Regions from separate parts of the Capra hircus genome. Here region 1 is linked to region 2. A link is a contact called in public Hi-C data. All regions are on one chromosome and are shown on one strand. The core of a region is the stretch at or near the end of the contact, and the rest is flanking DNA. Distances in the headings are between cores, read along the strand shown. Region 1 holds the start of ENDOU (poly(U)-specific endoribonuclease). Region 2 has its middle 7.6 kb from the start of HDAC7.

What was found. Hi-C and Micro-C count contacts between places; a contact is called where the count stands out from the background.
Region 1: a contact with region 2 is called in a Hi-C map of liver, with 4 times the contacts expected there. The contact joins the promoter of ENDOU here to the enhancer-like site in region 2. A contact is called at or near these places in 4 of 5 Hi-C or Micro-C datasets (blood and liver).

The regions. Positions count from the first base shown.
Region 1 is chr5:32,130,320-32,135,499 of ARS1.2, reverse strand. ENDOU (poly(U)-specific endoribonuclease) reads right to left here and starts at 3,406. Exons shown (of 9, transcript XM_018047884.1): 1 at 3,221-3,406. The coding sequence starts at 3,275.
Region 2 is chr5:32,026,469-32,031,164 of ARS1.2, reverse strand. No RefSeq gene overlaps it. Among named protein-coding and RNA genes, the nearest start is that of HDAC7, 7.6 kb to the left of the region's middle. Within about 2 kb of position 2,939, at least 3 of the 5 cell types and tissues checked have an H3K27ac peak or open chromatin away from gene starts, as enhancers often do.

The DNA.
Region 1 (5,180 bases), core at 2,157-4,656, 100 kb before region 2:
CTCTGGCACCAAACTGCTTGAGGCTGGAATTCTAGTTCTGCTGCGTTCTAGCTACGTGTTCTCGGGCAAGTTATTTCACCTGCTGTGCCCCAGGTTCCTTCTCTGTAAAAGTATGGCAGTAATGGAGCCCATCTCATAGAATATTCATAAGAATTCAGTGAGTTACTTTTTGGAAAGTACTTAAGACACTGCGGGACACAGCAGCACCATGTAAGCGTCAGATAAATAAGTGGTCAGCACTCCATGCCCATCTTCTTCAAGGCGGAAGTGTCCAGACTGGCTGGAGCAGTCTTCCCTGCCTACATGCCTGATCTAGCTGACTGCCTCCCTGGGATTCAGCCAGGCCATGCCTTGGGCTGACAGTTTCTGGCTGACATCATCGCTATGGGTCTGTGTTCTTTACATCAAAGAGGTTCTTTACATCATGTCAAGGTTAACCCAGGTTCTGAGGCAACTTCACATAAAGGGCCTCCAAAGTGGCCAGAAAGGCAGAGCCAGTGAATCATCCCTAGAGAAGACCGGGTCAAGGCCACTCGTCCCTCCAAGCCCAGGGGAATGCCCCCTGAATCTTAAGTGATGCTCCCTTGGAGCCCACATGCAAAGAACTTAAGGAGAAGTTTTCAGCCCAGGAGGAAAGCTATGTCAGCTGCCTGCTCAGTTAGCCTGGCAGTACACCCAGAATCCAAAGGGAGAGAACTCAGACAAATCAGGACAACCTTCTTAAATGGGCCAGATCAGCAGAGTCCAAGGAAGGAATTCACTCCAGTCCAGCAGCTGGCGCCAGTTGAGAAGGGCTGCAAGTGAATGGTCAGCTCTGTAGAGCTCAGGAGGACACCCCGCACTGGCCCTGGCTGAGTGAACTCTTTCATCTCTATTCAAGAGCTTTGTCATCCCTGGAAACCCCGAGCCAGAGATCCTTTACACTTCCTTGTAAACCTGACCATCTGCTTTAAGAGGACCTTGGGGTGTGAGGGGATGGGGAAGGGGTGGGAGAGACTTTTCCTCATAGGCCTCTCTGCTGTATCTGTTCTGGGGACCCTCTGGGGACTAGTCACCATGATTACTTACTCCAGTGCTCCCAGCTCACAGCTCCGATCCACACAAACCCTCTGTGTACACCTCGCTCATCAGCCAGGTACCTGAATCACTGCTCCAGTAACACTCTTGCTCATCTCTCTAATTCTTTTTTTTTCTCGTACTCTATTTTGGCCTATCTTTACCTTCACAGAGCTTATCAACAAAGCTTCACAGAGCTTATCACCCACCCCACCCCCACCTCTGGCCAACAATCCCTACATGAAATGCTAAATTTCTCTAAACACTCCAAAACGCAAATGTGCCAGAATGCCCACCCCCATCCGTACTGCCCATCAAGAAACTTGGTCCCAAGCCTGGGTGTCCCCTGTATGACAGTGCTCCGCCCCTCTGATATTTAGGGAATCCTATATCCATGCTTCTCTGGGGGCCCCAGGTGCTGTTTCCATGGAGGCCTAGCCCACCAAGATGATTCACTCCCAGCCTCAATTCACCTGAAATAACTGAGGACCTAAGACTGGCTCCCATGCTATTCGTACTTGCATCTAAGTTCTGAGATGTTGGCAGAAGACAGACAGGAACCGAGCCCCTTTCTCCCACTTTAGGAAAGAAGGAGGCATCACCCACTGGACCCTGACTTCTCCATCACTCCCGCAGCAGGATCAGACCACCGGCCCCAGGGGCAAGGGCTCCACCTTGCCTTTCTGAAGCCACTGTTGCGTCTGCCCTCAGGAATACCCCCCAGGGACCGAATGTCTCCAGTTGCTCTCATCTCCTGAGACTGGGATGCCCCAACCCCACGGCCACTGCTTCACACTAACCCTGAAGCTCTACACCCTCCCTCCCTCTCTACCACGAGCTCTGTACCGCCCGGGCCTTGCTGCTCTGCCCCGTGTGCAGGAGTGGAGGTAGAGCATCCCAGCAAGTGGCGAGGCCTGGAAATGACTTCCCCCTCCGAAGTCTTTTCATTTAGTTTCTTTGGTGGTCTCCTTACCCAAAACCTCATGGGAAATGATGGCAAGACTAAAGTCTGTCTTTATATAAATTATTTTGCATAAATATTTATTATATCATATTAACATGATTAATATATTATAATACAGGTAAAATATACATGCTCTTATCTGTATTTACATTACGGGCTTCCCTGGTGGCTCAGGGGTAAAGAATCTGCCTGCCAGTGCAGAAGACTCAGGTTCAATCCCTGGGTCAGGAAGATCCCCCGGAGAAGGAAGCAGCACCCGGCTCCGGTATTCTTGCCTGAGAAATCCCACGGAGACAGGAGCCTGGTGGCCTACAGTCCATGAGGTCACAAAGAGTCAGGCACGACTGAGTGACTAAATGACAATTTATAATCACAATCATAATCAAAGACCCATTCTTGGAGACATCATTCCATGTAGGGTGCTTCTGATATATTGTCTTATTTAATACTTATGACAGTCCTGTGTAGGAACACCCTGGTGGGGTGCAATGGGTATCAAGCTCGGATTCTTTCTCCTCTGGGCAGAGGAGGCTTCCCCAACACCCCTCAGCTCAGTCTCCTCCCTTGGCACTCTCCCTGCTCACCCAGTAACCACCAGTTAACACGGCAGCACCAGCGCCTGCCCCCTGCTGAACACGTTCCCATCCTCAGCACTGGTCCCATCCCTGCACCACTAATACCTGGGGGCCTGGACCTTTCTCCACTTTAGGTCCTCCACCAGGGACGAGACGGAGTCCTCTGACCACGTGGCCTGCCTCCTGGTCGGGAGCTCTACCCCTGGAGCCTGCCCACCGACTAGGGCTTCGTAGGGAAAAGTCCCACCCAGACAGCTCACCCCTCACCCAGGTAGCAGAGGAAGTGACCAAGGGCGGCCAGGCCACGCAAACCCAGCCAGTCACAGTCCAGCTTCACACCATATGGTGGCCTTGGAAAACAAAACCTTGGTGAAATCAAGTCAAGCTGGACTAAGGGTTGTTTGGGGCTCATCTTCCAAGGTGCCCCGGCCCATCAGTCCTGCAGCTCCCCTCACACAGCCCATCTACTCCAGAGGCAACGCCTGCCTCAGACCAGGCCTGGTCTAGGGGGTCCAAGGCTTTTGGACAGAGCTGGCCCTCCCTTATCTCACGACCCTCACGCTCTCCCTCCCAGGTGCCCCAGCTCTCTGCAGGACCCCTGTCATCCACACCAGCAGTGACTTACCGGCCCAGGCCAGGCCGCAGAGCATGGCCACTGTCAGGGGTACACAGGCCCTCATGGCGTCCAGTCGGAGGCCAGAAGGAGATGGCTGGTGGGCTCTGACTAGCGTCCACGTGAATGTCACGGTTCCCAAATGAGCCTTCTGGCCCAGGCTGGTCCTTTTAAAGACATCAGACCTTGTGGATCTGGTGCCTCCAGATCCTTTCAGGAAGAAAAAAAGAGGAGGGAGGGACCCCAGATGGAAGGAGGTGGGGAGGAGGTGGGGCCTGACACCTGTTAGAAGCCAGAGGCAAGGTGACTAAGGAGGCAGGTAACTCCAGATGTTTAGAACAGGTAATGCTAGCTGTTCGTAGCTTCGAAAATAGGCCACGCAAGCAGGCACAGCAACTCAGGCCTAGTTTGGGGGGGTTCTCTGTCCAGGTGAGAACTCATGGGCTTGTCTCTGGGTGATATCCTCTAAACATCCACCTACCTGAAAGCCAAGGGCCTGACCTTCCAAGGGGCTATGACTGGCTCCATCTTTGAACTCCAGGTGCTCAGCTTGAGGACTATAGTGAAAAGATCATTATGCGTTAGACAAATAGTAAGTGCTTAAGCAAGCTTTGGGCTTCCCTCGTAGCTCAGTGGATAAAGAATCTGCCTGCAATGCAGGAGACCTGGGTTCGATTCCTGGGTTGGAAAGATCCCCTGGAGAAGGAAATGGCAACCCACTCCAGTATTCTTGCCTAGAGAATCCCATAGACAGAGGAACCTGGCAGGCTGCAGTCCATGGGGTCGCAAGAGTCAGACACGACTTAGCGATTACGCCACGACCACCAAGCAAGGTTTGGGGCACAGGAAGGAGTGATCTAGGAGACACGGGTCAGAAACAAGTGCGGCTCTTACTACATCAAGCTGCACGTAGATACCTCATCCTTGAAATATGCAAATGGGCCTCTACTCTTACTGAGTCAGCATCTCAGGTTTTACCTGTTTTAGGTTCTCCCAAGCTCCAGGTTTATGAGGCTGGGGAGGGCAAGAGGCCTCTTAAAGGCTGCCGAAGGACCACCCTTCCCCTCCTCCTTCATCCTCATCCCTGTTACATTCCTCTCCCCCATGGACCGACCCCGCAAGACACAAGGCTCTCAGGACTCCCATCATCCCAGGCCCAAGGGCAGAGACGCAGCAACGAAGAGCTTCCACGCTCTCCCCGCCAACAAAGGTAAACTCTTCTAAGTGAAATGCCCTCTCCAGAAAGAGCCCTGCATGGAGAGTCTCAGCTGTCTCAAAAAAGGAAAGTCTCATAGGAAAAGCCAAAACTGATGCACAGTTGAGACCACACTGTAGTAATTTTTCTTGGGGTAGAGTCAAGGCAAGCACAGCCTCCTCAACAAGTGCTTTTTAACAGTGGAAACTTCCTCTCTTTCAACTTCAATTTTCCTATCTTTGAAACAATGACGGGGTTATAGTTAATGATCCCTCCTAAGTTCTCAGATTCTAATTTTCAAGCTTCCTGTCCATGCCCTGTGGTGGGCAGCTGCAGTGAGTTAAGGAGAATCCCCCAAACCTCCCTGTGTGGAGATGAGACCAAACCGTGGCCCCCTGGGAATGGAGCAGGCACTTTGTAAGGGACTTGCACCGGGAACACAGTAAGGAGTAAGCCTCGCCCTTCTCTCCAGGAAGTCCGGTTAAAGGGAGTAGGCGTCCTTTGTTTGCATAAATGTCGTTTGCACAATCAGAAAGCAGGAGCTAAGCCTTCGCCAGCCAAAGTACTCACCCTCCCTGGACTGGCAACACAGGGACATAGACACATTAGTTTAGGGATTAAAGGAGAGAGTCCCTGGCTGGGAGGAAGCAATGTAGCCTCAGAGTTTGGGACTGGAAGGTCTGTCCCTTCCAGGGGCCCAGCTGCATGGACCTTGGGTAAGGCCAAAGCTCTCAGGGTGGGAGTGGGGTCTGGCCGGGGTTGCCCTGATGTCCAGCT
Region 2 (4,696 bases), core at 1,690-4,189:
ACAAACAGATAGAAGAGGGCTCTGCCATGTCCCTCCCTAACAATAATGCCAGCCGTGAAATAATAATAGAAAGAGTAAGGATGACCAAAATACTGAAATACCAGTCACTGTGTCTTGTAACAGAAACTAACAGAATGTCGGAGGTCAATTGTGCTTCAAAACAAACACACAAACAAATTCCTCAAGAAAGAGATGAGGTTTGTGGTCACCAGAGGCTTAGAGGCAGGGGAATTGGAGAAGGGTAGTCAAACAGCAACCCGCTCCAGTATTCTTGCTAGAGAAATCCCCTGGACAGAGGAGACTGGCGGGTTGCAGTCCTAGGGGTCACAAAGAGTCGGGCACAATGGAGTCAAAAGGCACAAACTTCCAGTAATAAGATAAATAAGTACCAGGGATATAATGATAATGTACAACATGATAAATATAATTAGTACCGCTTTATATCTAGGAAATTGTTAAAGAGAGTAAATCCTGAGTTCTCATCACAGGGAAAAATCTTTCTTCCTGTCTTTGGTTTTGTGTCCATATGAGTTGATGCGTTTTCACTAAGCTTATTGTAATACACATTTCATGATGTCTACGAGTCAAACCATTATGCAGTATACCTTATACAGTGTTATAATGTCAATTATATCTCAACAAGACTGAGAAAAATAGTACTTGATGATGAAATAAGCTACCCATCACTTGCCCTCTGATAAAACCCCACAGCACCAAAACCTCTTGTTATGGCTGTTCCATTTACTAGAATCTTTGCTCCTAAGAGCCACAAGCGGTGTGTAAAACTATCCAATTTGTAGGATCTCCCAAACCTGACATTATATCAAAATCATGCAGAAGAACCTGTGAATAGCAGATTCCTGGGCCCTCTCACAGTCTCTACCTTTTGGGGTGCTGGGGGTGTGGGGTACCTAGTAATCTGCAGCTCCCCAGGTAATTCTAAGGTGTGTTTAGGTTTGGAATACTCTGATCTATTCAAACCACTCCTTTCTAGTTGAGGAAACCGAGGACCCAGTCTCCTTGCCGGAGGTGTCATGGTTAATCAGTGGTGGGGAGCAGGCAGAGAAGTCAGGCGTCCCAGCTTCTAGGTCAGCGCTCCTTCCCCAGCCTGCACCGCCCAGCCCTGGAGATGCCTGTGCCAGCAGAGATTATGGTCAGGGAGGCAGCCACTGGGCCATACCCTAATCATGAGCGAGAAGAAATTCGTCTGAGTTGCAAAATGCCTCTCTGCAGCCAGCTAACAATTACTCGCTCCAGTGGCCCCTGCAGGGATGCTACAGTCCACCCACTGGTGGGCTTGGGAGCTCGGCCTTGTTACATGGCCTAGCAGGGCCCTCTCTACCCCAGTGACTCTATCGACTGGAGGGCAGGATCCTACCTTGTTACCTATCTTAATGGTCCCTCTTGAGAGCACTTACCTCTGACTCTGGAATCTCCAGCAAAGACCTTGAGGAGTCCTGGCCTAAGAACACTTCTCTTTCTTCCCCAGGCGTGTCTTTAGGGTGGGTTTGAACTAGGCTCCTGTGTGCACTAGAAGAGCTTCAGCAAAAGGTGTGGGTGAAAGGGGGTGAGGGTAACTATATAGCTGGGTGAGTGGGAGTGTCCTTGCTATGACCTTGAAGTATCCACCCGCGTGTGACCACCACTACTACTCCTTTTCAATAAGTATAATTGGTTATTTTTTGAGCATCTGCTCTGGCTCAGGTTCTTGGGCACAGAGGCAAAGGGAGCCACAGTCCTTATCCCTGGTGAATTCATCATCTCCAGGAGCAGGATACAGCCAAAGAAAAGAACCTGAAATGGAGAAACCTGTCAGATGCGGGACGACAACACCAGTGCTGCAGAGGATGCTGGGTTCCCATGTCACGGGAGCTCCACACTGGAGGGGCACTGATGGACCATCAGGTCCTTGTGGGTGAGGGCAGTGGCTCTGCTCTGTGCTGCCCACTCTGTGCCTGGAATGGTGATTCTAGACGCCCCGGTCCTGCTCTCACCTCCCTCATTCTAGCTTGGCCTGAGTGGCAGGGGCAGGAGGGCACAGGAGGCATGGAGACAGCCACTCTCCCCCTGGGCAGACCCTGAGGCTGGGCTCCAGGCTTCTCTGCGTGCAGCTTTCAATGAACCATTTAAATAAAACCCACAGGGGACCGGCTGAGGGAGCCTGTGTTGTCCTGTCATTAAAACTGAGACTCTGGAGTCAGGCTGCTTGGGTGGAATATCTTGGTTTTCTCATCTGCAAACTGGGGCATGAAGTGCCTGCCACATTCGGGTTGTTGTGAAGACTGACGGGACCAGGTAGTGCGGAGCCTGTGGTCCACTAGCTGTTAGGGATGAAGCCCGAGCTGACGTTACTAATAGGAGACAGCATCCTGTCCCTTCCGTCCTTCTCAGTTGAACTTTTCCCCTAAACAGTCAGTCTCAAAATCAGCACTGACCTAATTTATGCAAAGACATCCAAATGGGTCTTTCCTTAGCTGTCCATTCTCAGATCTGGAATGTGGAAGTGGAGAACATGTGGGGGACCTTCCCCCCACACCCCACACCCCTTCTCAGGTGTTGCTGACTCAGAGCTGAGGAGGGGACGGACCCTGAACCAGGCTGCGGGGAATGCCCGCACCGCCTGAAGAGAGGCCCTCGCCTGCCCTCCCCCCTTGTCTTGGCACTGCACATCTGCAGTGGGCTGAGCATCTGGCTGCATCCCTGGGGCAATGGCCACAGCTGCTGACATTTGAGGGAGGCGAGATCCAGCCCCTCAATCGGGGCCTGGGGGCTATAAATAACCAGCTGAGAGGGCCAGGGGGACAAGGTTGACCTTTGTTGGGGGGGTGGGGGGGGCGGGAGCTGCTGGCGACTGACTTCCCCCACCTCCTTGGGTCCAGAGCCAGAGTTTTAGCAAAACAGGAAGAGGCAGCAGCAGCTGCTGGGAAAGCAGGAGTGACTCCCCTCCCCCCACTCGCCTGGGGCCTGCGGATCCCAGCCAGGACCTGGGAGAGGTGGAGTCCTCTCGGCTGGGTGGGGTGGGAGCTGCTGGTGCCCTCCTACCGCAAGGCTGGGGCCTGGGCAATGGGAGGATGAGCCAGAGCAGGGCAGCCCAGTGAGTTGTGCCTACCTCCCACCCCCCTAACCCCAGCCACCTCCTGTTCCCTTTCTGTTCTTCTGCCACTGGGACAAGAGGAAGGATAGGCATTAGAAATGGAACATAAACCATGTCTGTGGCCCAGCTGGTGTATCTAGAGGCCCACCTTCCTCTCTCATCCCCTCCCAGCCCACACGTGGGCTGAGCCAAAGCCCGAGTGGGTGGGAGGATGCTTCTGGCTCCTGCAGAAGGGTCTGGCCCCAGTGGAATGATGGAGAACTTCCTCAAGAACTCTTGAGGTGGGGAGAGATCCAAAACTCTGGGGGACCATTCTCTTAGAGTAACTTGTCCACAGGAACAAGCTCTGCAGAATAAGTGCCAGCTCAGAGGCTTCGTGAAGTCCAGGAGGAAAGTCGTTATCCAGGAAATGCTGCTTCGCTCTGCCTTGCCTGGCGGAGACGCGCCACTGCCTGGTTGGTGACATCTGGTTGGACTTCAGCTGGCCTGCATCTCCAGTGGGTCTCTGTCTGCATCTGTCATGACCCCTCAGTGGAGCCACTCAGCCTAGAGCCTGGTGTTTTCCCTGCTGGGAGGGGCTAGACCAGCACGGCCCAATAGTAACAGAATGGGAACCATATTTGTAACTTGATCTTTAAAAAAGTAAAAATACACTGGTGACATCTATTTTAATCGTATATTTATTCAACCTAATATATATAAAAACATCATTCCAGCATGCAATCAAAGCACAGAATTATTAAAGAGACCATTTTACATGCTCTTTTTCAAACTAAATCCTTGAAACCCCGTGTGTATTTTACTTGCAGTACATTGTAGCCGTGTTTTAGTTGCTCAGTAGCACTGGTGCCTAGTGGCTACGGTATCGAGCTGCACAGGTTTAGAGGAGATGGCAGCTTAACCTCTTCTTCAGCCCTTCTAGTCCCTTGCTGGGGAAGAGGCTCAAGAAGTGAAAGGGAAGGCCAGTGAGGTCAACGTCCAGGGTTGATTTGCTGTAGAAGGACGGCATCCCACCTTGGCTTTCAAGCACCCATCGCTAGACCTGGGTCCAGTCCTGGTCGACAGGGAAGCAGGGAGACTGAGTCGCAGTGGGCCATCTCCCTAGATGATAGTCACCTTCTCCTCTCCCCAGTCCTGGCCCTAAGCTGAAGACAGGATCTCATTGGTAGAATCTCGTTTCCTCTTCAGGTGTGTCAGCCTCTGTGCTCCTCTTTCTCCTTCCAAACATCACCCGAAGGCCTTCAGGCAGCAGAGTTAGGGGATATGGAGTGAGAATCAAATTTGGAGTGAAAAGCAGAGTCAAGCTATGGACACATGGACTGAGGTGCTGGTGGGGCAGTCCAGGGGAAGATGAGTGAACAGTTGGTCTCCGGAACTCAGAAGAGAAGGGAAGGACCAGTAAAGACCTGGGATCACTGGTGAGAGTGGAGAGGGAACGGTCAGAGATTTAAAAGAACAAGAGGAAGTGCCATATCAGAGTCTAAAATGGGGAGAAGGTCACAAACGAGAGGGGTCCACTCGGGTGCCGTGGACGATGCTTTAAAAACACTGAAACAGGGGTGAATTAAAACTCAAAGCACAGAAAGGATTTTTCAAGGAAAG